2 separate regions of the Mus musculus genome follow, and region 2 is linked to region 1. A link is a contact called in public HiChIP or PLAC-seq data. All regions are on one chromosome and are shown on one strand. The core of a region is the stretch at or near the end of the contact, and the rest is flanking DNA. Distances in the headings are between cores, read along the strand shown.

What was found. HiChIP or PLAC-seq counts read pairs in DNA pulled down with a chosen protein or histone mark.
Region 2: a contact with region 1 is called in an H3K27ac HiChIP or PLAC-seq map of trophoblast stem cells, with 18 times the contacts expected there. The contact joins two enhancer-like sites. A contact is called at or near these places in 3 of 39 promoter capture datasets (embryonic stem cells and liver), 12 of 15 datasets of contacts at CTCF or cohesin (CD8 T cells, the G1E-ER4 cell line, the NIH/3T3 cell line and 5 more), 269 of 484 Hi-C or Micro-C datasets (2-cell-like embryonic stem cells, the 4T1 cell line, 8-cell embryo and 128 more), 47 of 115 datasets of contacts at active chromatin or transcription factors (the 230-238 cell line, the NIH/3T3 cell line, Th17 cells and 25 more) and 6 of 9 other capture datasets (adipose tissue, embryonic stem cells, embryonic tail and 3 more).

Annotation. Positions count from the first base shown.
Region 1 is chr17:66,239,499-66,244,027 of GRCm38.p6, reverse strand. No RefSeq gene overlaps it. Among named protein-coding and RNA genes, the nearest start is that of Gm20742, 49 kb to the right of the region's middle. Within about 2 kb of position 1,932, at least 29 of the 459 cell types and tissues checked have an H3K27ac peak or open chromatin away from gene starts, as enhancers often do. A contact at or near this core is called in the 4T1 cell line, epiblasts, pancreatic cancer cells and 1 more, where this site is marked.
Region 2 is chr17:66,482,444-66,487,290 of GRCm38.p6, reverse strand. No RefSeq gene overlaps it. Among named protein-coding and RNA genes, the nearest start is that of Gm41608, 21 kb to the left of the region's middle. Within about 2 kb of position 1,365, at least 37 of the 459 cell types and tissues checked have an H3K27ac peak or open chromatin away from gene starts, as enhancers often do. A contact at or near this core is called in the 4T1 cell line, epiblasts, pancreatic cancer cells and 1 more, where this site is marked.

The sequences.
Region 1 (4,529 bases), core at 683-3,182:
AAGGGTGGGAGGGGGCTGTTAGCATTTGCCTTGAAGCCCACCCTCTAACCACAGCCCATTCTCCCAATATGACGGCCTCCTATCTGAGTCCCCTTCTTAGTGTGAAGGGTCACCCAAAACAAGAAAGTCACTTATGTCACCCTGGAAAAACCAACGCTTAGTAGACTGTGTTCTAGGAAACTGAGGGGAAACCAGCTCTGTCTGGTATAATAACACAATGGTCAGATTTGCGCAAAGTTTCCTAGCACGATATACTTCTCATTTAGTCTTCAAGACGATCAACCATGCGTGCATGGCAATCTCATGGCAAAACCAAGGCACAGGAAGAGTCTCTCATGACTTCACAACAGCAGGGATTTGAATTCGTACCTGTGACCTGTGTTTCCATGTCTCTCTAGAACTGACTGTCAAAGGGAGACACACCAGGATATTGGTCGTGTTTGCTATGAAAGAACACTATAGGTAGAACTTAAGGACCTGGTGCTTCTTAGTGGCCTGGAGAAGACCCTGGGTTCTGTCCTGGGAGGAATTCCATCTTGGGCTAGGGTATAGCTGCGGCAGAGTGCTTCCGTGGCCAAGTGGAGAAAAGCCAGTGGCAAACAAATCGGTACTCAGAGTCAGAAGATCAGTAGTTGAATGGTGTTAAGAAGAAAGGGGAGGGGAGGGGAGGGGAGGGGAGGGGAGGAAAGGGGAGGGGAGGGGAGGGCCCTCATGGATCTCAGGGAGAGGTTACCAACCCTTCACAGGTTTCATCCAAGGAATAAAGGAGATAATTTATTTGCAGAGAGAAGCGAACCCATTTAAACACGCTTCCCCCTCTTTCCCACCGAGTCTGCTTTGGTCTTTGGGACTTGGGGCGCACCTCTTCTCCATTACTTCCTCTTGTCTTACGTGATACCCTCAAGCCTCTGATGGCTTTGTGTTTTATATATATATTGTTTTGTTCTTTTGGTTCAGTTACTTTTATACTGTTTACATGGGCCATTACTTTAGCTTCAGGAAACACTAGCTTTACAACGGATTTATTAAGTACCTAACTGTGCGTGCCGCAGCACTTGAAACCTAGCCAAGGGAGCCAGGCCCTCAGCGAGCCAGGGTGGTTGGGAGTGAGAAAGGCCAGATCAGGCAGGGTCTGAAAAAACAAAAACAAAAACAAAAACAAAAAACAAAAAACAAAAAACTGAGTTCTTCCTCCAACTGCCTTCTAACATCAGAAGGGACACCGACATCTTGGAATCTCAGAGAAGTGAGTTGTGAAATATCCCAGTTTCCCAAATTCACGAACTGCTCATGAGGTTTATGAGAAATGGTGTGGAGAAGATTTTAGTGCCAGCAATATGGATGGAGGGAATAATTATGCACATGGGAGAAACAGGGAGTTCCTTGCATGAGACCTAGCAATGTCACGGAGCCCTGCCTGGTAGGAGTGGCTGCAGCTACCAGCGTTGGGACCATCTTGAACCCAGCTTGCACTCCTAGTTGTCTTTGCTTCCTTTCCCATTAAAAGTAAGGAGTGCCTGCCTCAGCAGTTTGCCACAGGATGGCGAGAGATTAACCTGTGTGCTCAGACTGACGCCCAGGAAGCCAACATCACACACACACACACACACACACACACACACACACACACACACCCCGGTACTCACCTGAGCTTTGGCTGCAGGACCTCCCACACTCAGAAAGAGGGAACCGCTAACATCATGATTTCTGGAGATTTCTGATCTCTTCCATCAGCACCACTGAGACTAACCAGAGTTTTTACAAGAAGCAAAGGACATTTGGATTCAGGGCAGCAGGGGAAAAAAAAAAAGTTTTTCAAAGCAAGTACCCTCGGGATAGAAAAAAAGATTCCAGTCTCAGTTCTCTTCCTGACAGCCCCAGTCAAGGAAGGAGGAGGGAGAGGAGGGAGGAGACAGAGAAAGATCAAGGGCCCCAGGGCAGGAACAGGAGGCGGGGCCACAGGGGATGGAAAGACAGGAAACAAAGGCCCAACAGAGTTCACTGGCTTTCTGACCGAATTCCCAATTCTCTAATCCCCAGCAATGATTTGTTTGAACAAAGTGATGCTCACAAGTCAAGTCCACCCCATAGGATCAGGCTTCAGGAAAAAGGACACATCTGGGGGAACCTGAGGCAAAGGCAAGGGCCTGCTTAGTCTCCTATTCTGCGAGATACACCCTAGAAACAGAAATAATACAGAATTAACTGTTCATACTTAGTCTGCAGTGTTGTAAACCTTCCTCCTTGGCCCTGAATGCTCCAGGTACGCAGTTTGCATTTGGAATCCCTGGTAGTATTTGGAGGTGGCAAAACTTGGTTTTTTTGTTTGTTTGTTTGTTTTGTTTTGTTTTGTTTTGTTTTGTTTTAATATGGGTATTTATTTTTTTAATTGGGTAATTTCTTTATTTACATTCCAAATGTTATCCCCTTTCCTGGCTGCCCCTCCGAAAAACCCCTCCCCCTCCCCCTCCTCCTGTCCACCAACGCATCCACTCCAGTTTCCTGTCCCTAGCAATTCCCTACACTGGGACATCAAGCCTTCACAGGACCAAGGGACTCTCCTCCCACTGATGACCAACTAGGCCATCCTCTGCTGCATATGCAGCTGGAGCTATGAGTCCCACCATGTGTGCTCTTTGGTTGGTGGTTTAGTTTCTGGGAGCTCTGGGGGTACTGGTTAGTTCATATTGTTGTCCCTCCCATGGGGCTGCAGACCCCTTCAGCTTCTTAGGTCCTTTCTCTAGCTCCTCGAGGTGGCAAAACTTTAAGGGGACATCTTTGAATTCTTAGCTAATCTTCCTTCTTTCCCTGTTTATCTCACATCCCAGCCTTGAGGGAAGCAGCTTTGTGTCACCACATCTTCCCTGACAGTGTGTGCTGCCCTATACAAGGCCACCAGAGCCTGGGCTAAAGCCTCTATGACTGTGTGGGCCAAAGCTTCTATAGCTGCAAGCCAGAATAAATTCTTTCTTCTTGTAAGTAAACTGTCTCAGGTGTTTTGTTATAGTAACAGAAATCGGACTAACCCCACCAGGCCAACCCATGTTTCACAGAGCTCTCTAGTGTGGGGTCACCTTGGCTTCAACTCTCATAGCTCCTTAGGCTTTAACATCGTTTTTAAATATTTTTTGTTGCCTTGTCCTCCCTGCTCACTTTTCTCGAGTATCATGAGGCACAAATCAACCAAGCATTAACGGAGACATGCATTTCCGTTTCGGTAAAAAACATTTTACAAATCCAATCTTAAACTCTTCCCCTTTTAAAGCTTGCTTCAGTGACTTCAACGTGCAGGGAAGGATAAGGCAAATCAGATGCAGTGTGGCAGACGCTAAGGAGCTATTTGATGTAGACACAAACTCAACGGGTGCCTTCTGAAGGCTCGACCAGAGATTGCCAGTGATGGTAGGTAGCTCCTAGCGAACAGCGCCACCCGGTCCCAGGAGCCATCCCAACTGTGAGCCAGTGTTAGAGCATCAATCCCTTTCTTCGATCATATTAGCAATACTCATTTCTCCAGAAGCCACTAATCAGTAAGAAGCTACAGTGACATACCAACCAATGCAAGTTGATCTGAGGGTCACAGACGCCAAGGGTCGCCTGTCTAGGAAGGGTGCTTGCCAGGTTTAACCGATCAGTCAGAATTTATTTAGAGCAACGTGTCGACTGATCGTGGACGGGTTGCACTAGTGTGGATCACTGAAGCACAAAGATACCCACCACACTTAAACAGAAAGCCACCAGCAGCTAGACGCTGGCCTTCACCCTGTCCTGATGCTAACCTGGAGCACCACTTTGCACAGCCGAGGTCTTTCCCTTCCCTCCATCCTCCCTCTCTTTTTCTCCCCCTCTTCCTGTGACTCTCCGGCTGAAGGATGCATGTACTGACACGCTGTCTCTCTGGCTGAAGCGTGTGTGCGCTCACACGCTAACAACCATCCCTCTGAGGGGACACACTCTCTGACATGCTCACTACAAAACACTCAGTGACTTTGCTTGTCTGAAAAGCTCTGCTCCCACCACACAGGAGGTCTTCGGTCCTAACAGAACAGAACGCTGAAGTGGCAGTTGTTCCCGTTCTTTATCTTCTGGCTCACTGGCCCAGATCTGTACACTTAGCACTTCACGGAGTGACTCTCCTTAGAGCCCTGGACCACTCTGAGCTCACGCTGGGTAGCAGGAGGGAGTGGCCTCTGGGCAGTGGATTTCCTGATGCCAGAAAGATGTCCTCTCATTCATCAGGGACACTGCCTTGGGGCTTGCTTCCTACTCTCACCTCAAAGACCAGAATCCAGAGAAGTATCAGTCCCTACTTTTGAGTTATATCCATTCAGGTCACCATTACCTGATCAGAATCCTCCCATGGATTCTATCCCAGAAGCAACTAAGAGAGTCCCAGGGTTCCTAGGACAGGAGTCACCAGCATGTGTGTGTGTGTGTGCATGTGGGGACGGGGGTAGTAAATTGTCAGTGTCTGGCCGGGTGTCTTAGATGCTGGCTGAGTCAAAGAGAATTCTGACAAAGAGAAATTG
Region 2 (4,847 bases), core at 116-2,615, 240 kb before region 1:
TCTAGCTGAATAGTAAGGTTAATTAGGTTGTTTAAATATTTAAATGGCGCATACCTTTAATCCCAGCACTTGGAAGGCAGATGCAGGAGAATTTCTGAGTTTGAGGCCAGCCTGGTCTACAAAGTGAGTTCCAGGAGAGCCAGGGCTATACAGAGAAACCCTGTCTCAAACAAAACAAAACAAAACAAACAAAAAAAAAACAAAATAAATAAATAAATAAATGGGATCTTATAATTTGATTTATCATTTAAATAATTAAACGACTGTTTAAATGATGAAATAAGTATAGTTATTATTTATACGAATATATTTTATTAACTTGTGCTGCTTCTTTTCATTCTTTTCCCCATTCTGATAAATAGATGGTGGCACGTCACCCTGCTTTCTGTTGTAGCTGTTGTTGTTTTGTGATGCGGGAGCTTCCTGGAGGTTAAGCAAGCACTATACTACTGAACTGTACTCCCAGCAATCACTGTGGTCTTGGTGCGTTTTCTCCAGTCGCTTGCTTTTGTCTTGTTGATTCGTTGATCTGTCTTTACATATGTTAGGTACTCTTCTGAAGTATTGCCATTGAGCTGTGAACATTAACATGTGATGTGGGACCTGATGTCTGTGCAGATAGAGTCTTGAAAAAGAGGAACCCTTACTTGGTGGCAGCTGGTAGGAGCCGGAAGAGAACAGAAGATGTCAGCACTAAGGTAACATGGGCATAAATTAAGTCTATCCAAAGAAGGACAGGCTCTGAGCTTTATTAAAAACCTACCACATTTAAGGGCTTGCTGAAAATGAACTCCATGGACGTCAGCAGGTTGTCCAGCTGTGCCACCGCTCTGTTTGGTCTCAAATGAATTTACAGAGAAGGGAAATGGACCACTCTTCCTCAGAGCACCCCAGGTTTGTGAGTGGTGCTTCCCCTCTGCCTGCGTGTGCAGCCTCTAGACAACCATCCCAGGACGAGAGTCAAGGACAGAGCAATTTCTCCCTGGGTGGTGCCTGGTCGGCCTCTCTCTAAATTGGGGGAGAGGGGATGGCTGAAAGGCAGATGTCCTGAGTCCTGGCACACCCAACCCAGCACCAGGTCGGCCTGCTCCGGGCCCTCAAATGCTTCTCTGTATTTTGTGTCCTGACATCATTGAGATGATTCGTTGCCATTGGCATTAAACCCATGCTCACATTCCAGGAAAGGTCTGATTTCATAGGGAGAAAGTCTCAATGGAAGCGACACAGGATCCCCCAGCGCCCGCAGTCCTAGATCGGAGACTATCAGGTGCCCTGCCTGCGGGAGCAACAAACTGTGACTTCTTTCGAACACAAGCCTGGCTTTGTTACCGCCGAGGTCACCCCTTGCACTGCCCCAGACTTCCTGCAGAGGGAGCCCACTTGAGCCGGTTTGCCTTTCTCTCTTTGGCTGAAAGGATCCAGGTTGCCTGCGCCCGTCTTAGACATAGGATTTTAAAGTCACCCATGAAACAATTCCCTCAGCACCCTACAGCCTGTTTTAAGGTCCAAGAGCTTGTCCCCTTCAGATCCTTGTAGTTTCTTTTCCTTGTCTGCACCGCTGTGCATCATCACAATACAGTAGTAGTTTTTTTAAGGCAAAAAAAAAACGACATCCTTGCATCTCACTCAGCAGCTGCAGGGAAACAAGGACAGAAACAAGCAGTTTAATAGAATCCAGTGTAAGTTAGCTAGGGCATCTTAACCTCGTGTTCCTAAAACACACTTATGTAATTTTCCACAGGGTTCTCTACCCAGGGCATCCAATTCTGGTTAATTTGAAATAGCCTCAGCAAGAATACAAGACGGAAGAACCTCTGTATTGGCTTGCCCTGTCTTATCCATTGTCAAAGTTTATGATTTTATAACGTTAAGGGTTCATGATTCGCTGAAGAATGATATGGTGGACTCAAATAGTATGCAAGCACAAAGAATGTTTTATTCTGCACAAGTCCAGCATGCTGGGGTCTCCCATCACCAAGATAGACAACCAAGTGAGCTCTCAGTCCTGATTTTAAAGCACATTAGGGGATGACAGGGTTAGGTGATCTTTATCTTGCTCCATCTCTAGGGACATTCCATTACTGGGACGTGGGGGCTGGAAACTCTTTAACCCATTGTCCTTGCCTCAAGCCAGGTGGTGGGGCAGCTTCTGAGACCTGGGACTTGCCTGGACTTGCCTAGTTCGTGGAAACAAGAGATTTAGGCCTGAACTTCCAATTTGAAGAATTATTGTCACATCTTGCTGTTCAACTCTAGGACCCCCTGTCCCAGGGAAGCTTCCTGTGGAACCCTGTGGGATTTCTGACTCCAGTGCATCTTTAGAAGCCCATTTGCACACTACAGACATGTCCCAGTTCTTTACAGAGCACTTGGTGACAAAGTCACTGGGGCACACAGGATAGTGGTTAAGCTTGCAAAGGGGCTGCCTCAGCTACCAAACTGTGCTAACGCGTGATCAGTAGCATGGAATTGAGATGGCATTCCAGAGGCCGGATGGACATGCTGGCCCTTACGGTGCTCATGATGCTGGTGAGAATAACCAGGCTAAAGTGGGACTCATTTCCTCCACACCTAGAACCAAAGTGCATCTGCCTCAGGGATATGAATGGTACAGCTAGTGACCCAGAGCCTCCACAGATAGGGGCCAAGAGACATTCGATGACAGCAGCCAGTTTTCATTTCAGCTGTGACTTGCCACATACTATGAATCTAGGGAATTTACAGAATTATAATCTACGGCTTATAGAAACTTTGCTGCTTCTTGTCTACAAGATGAGTTCAAGGGCAGAGCATGGCTGTTAAAGCTCCTGAGATAATCAATGGCAGAAATATTCTGATTTTTCTCATTAGAAGCCACAAAAGAACAACCCGCTTCCCAGGAGATGAGCTGATGGTAAGATCAACCTGCAGAGTAGCCTGGCTCATGCTGGCCTCCAGTCACCTGAGTTTCCAAGGATTTCATGTTGGACATTCGGGTCTTCCTAGATGACTCAGTGTCTCAGGGATGACAGCATGTGGCTTTGTGGATTGGCACTGTAGTGCCCTGAATTAAGCCCTTCCCCCAGCCTTGAGTTGACTAAACAGACCTCAGAGGGTTTGCAACCATGCTGGAGGGACCACATTTGCATTTCTAATGGAGCCTCCAGGAGGAGTTGACTTCCTGTTGTAACAGAACCCAACTGAAACAAAGGGATGGGTCTTTGGGGTTTGCCTATATAAACTCGGAGCTGAAAATGAAACTTTGAGCCATGATTGGAACTCTTTGGCTTGGCTTCATTCTTCTCTCGCCCGCCTATCCGATCTCATTCTCAGCCTCCCTTTCAGGTGTACCTACCCAGTTCTCTGTGACTCCTGGACAGCTACACTGAATGCTGGGAGTTCTCTAGAGAATGACCTCACAGCCCTGAGGGCACTTCACCAGTCTTACAGCTCTGAGATCCTGACAGGGCCAGTAAGTGGCCCCCTGAGAGCCCTGACTGGAGGTGTTTCTGGCCCTGTTTCCACAGAGAAAACAACTTGAGTTATCCGTAGACTCTGCCCCACAGTTATCCGGCAATAGCCAGGTATGCCTGACTCTGTAAAAGGGGCTGTTTGGCCCCTCCGCTCTCTTACTCTCTTGCTCTCTTTCCCTCTTACACTTTTCCCTCTCTGCCCCTTCTCTCCCATTCCCCTCCCCCCTCTCTCCTCTCTTCACGTGTTGTTGATAGACTACCTCTGTGTGTGTGTGTGTGTGTGTGTGTGTGTACTCCCTTCCCAACTCCCCTCCCCATGCCCTAAATAAACTCTATTCTATACTATCCCGCCCTATGGCTGGTACCTCAAGGGAAAGGGATGCCTCAGCATGGGCCCCCAGAGGCACCCCCTTCCACCTCACCATACTGCACCTATACCAAACATATCCCTGGCTTCCCTTTCTGGACCAAGGCCACTTGGTGAGCTCTCTGCTTCAGTTGCTAACAGTTGGCTCATTAGTGCTAATTCAGGCGATCTACAATCCTTTCCTCGGCTATTCATATCTTCATTCATTCATTCATTCATTCGTTCATTCATTCATTCACTTTCCTCATTGACCTGTTTGCAGTGCTGGGGGCTGAGCCTAGAGTTTGACACATCTGGGGTTTTCCTTATTTTAAATCTTGGGTTAGCTCAATGGGAAAAGGCACTTGCTACCCACCCTGACCACCGGAGTTCAGTCTTGGAACCCACTTGGTGGAGGAAGAGAATTAAGTCCCACAGTTTGCCCTCTGGCCTCTGTGTGAAAACTGTGTTAGGAGTGGGGTCACACACACACACAAAGAAATAAATAACGGCAAGTCTCATTTAGTATTTTCCGCCTTTCCATTTGGTTTAACACTTAACACTCTGTACAAAGTTCATCATGTTTTACTTCAGCATTTCGTCTTGCTCGGCTATTTTTCTGTGCTAGGGATACAGTCCAGGGCCTCACACACGCTAGGCAAGCACACTATAGTAAGGAACACCTTCAGGACGGTCAAGTTCTGCTTAAACAGTTCCTAACTGCCTACTGAGAGGCCACCAGCTTCGCGACCACAGACTAGTTTAGCAAGTTTTTTTTTTGTTTGTTTGTTTGTTTTGCTTTAATAGCATGCAAATGGCCTCACTGGGTACCCTACTGGACTTCTTCAGAACGAAGATTGTTGGATCCGCCCAGATCCTAACCTTCCTATAAACACTAATCAATACTAACATCTAGAAAAGAAAGTCATATAAAACAAACAGACAAAAAACCTTGGGGGACAGCTCTGCAGCAGGCACTGCATTAGGATCTGAGTTCTTCCCAGGAGAGTTCAGTTCCTGAGTGGGGGCTACCGCACATTCACTGGGTA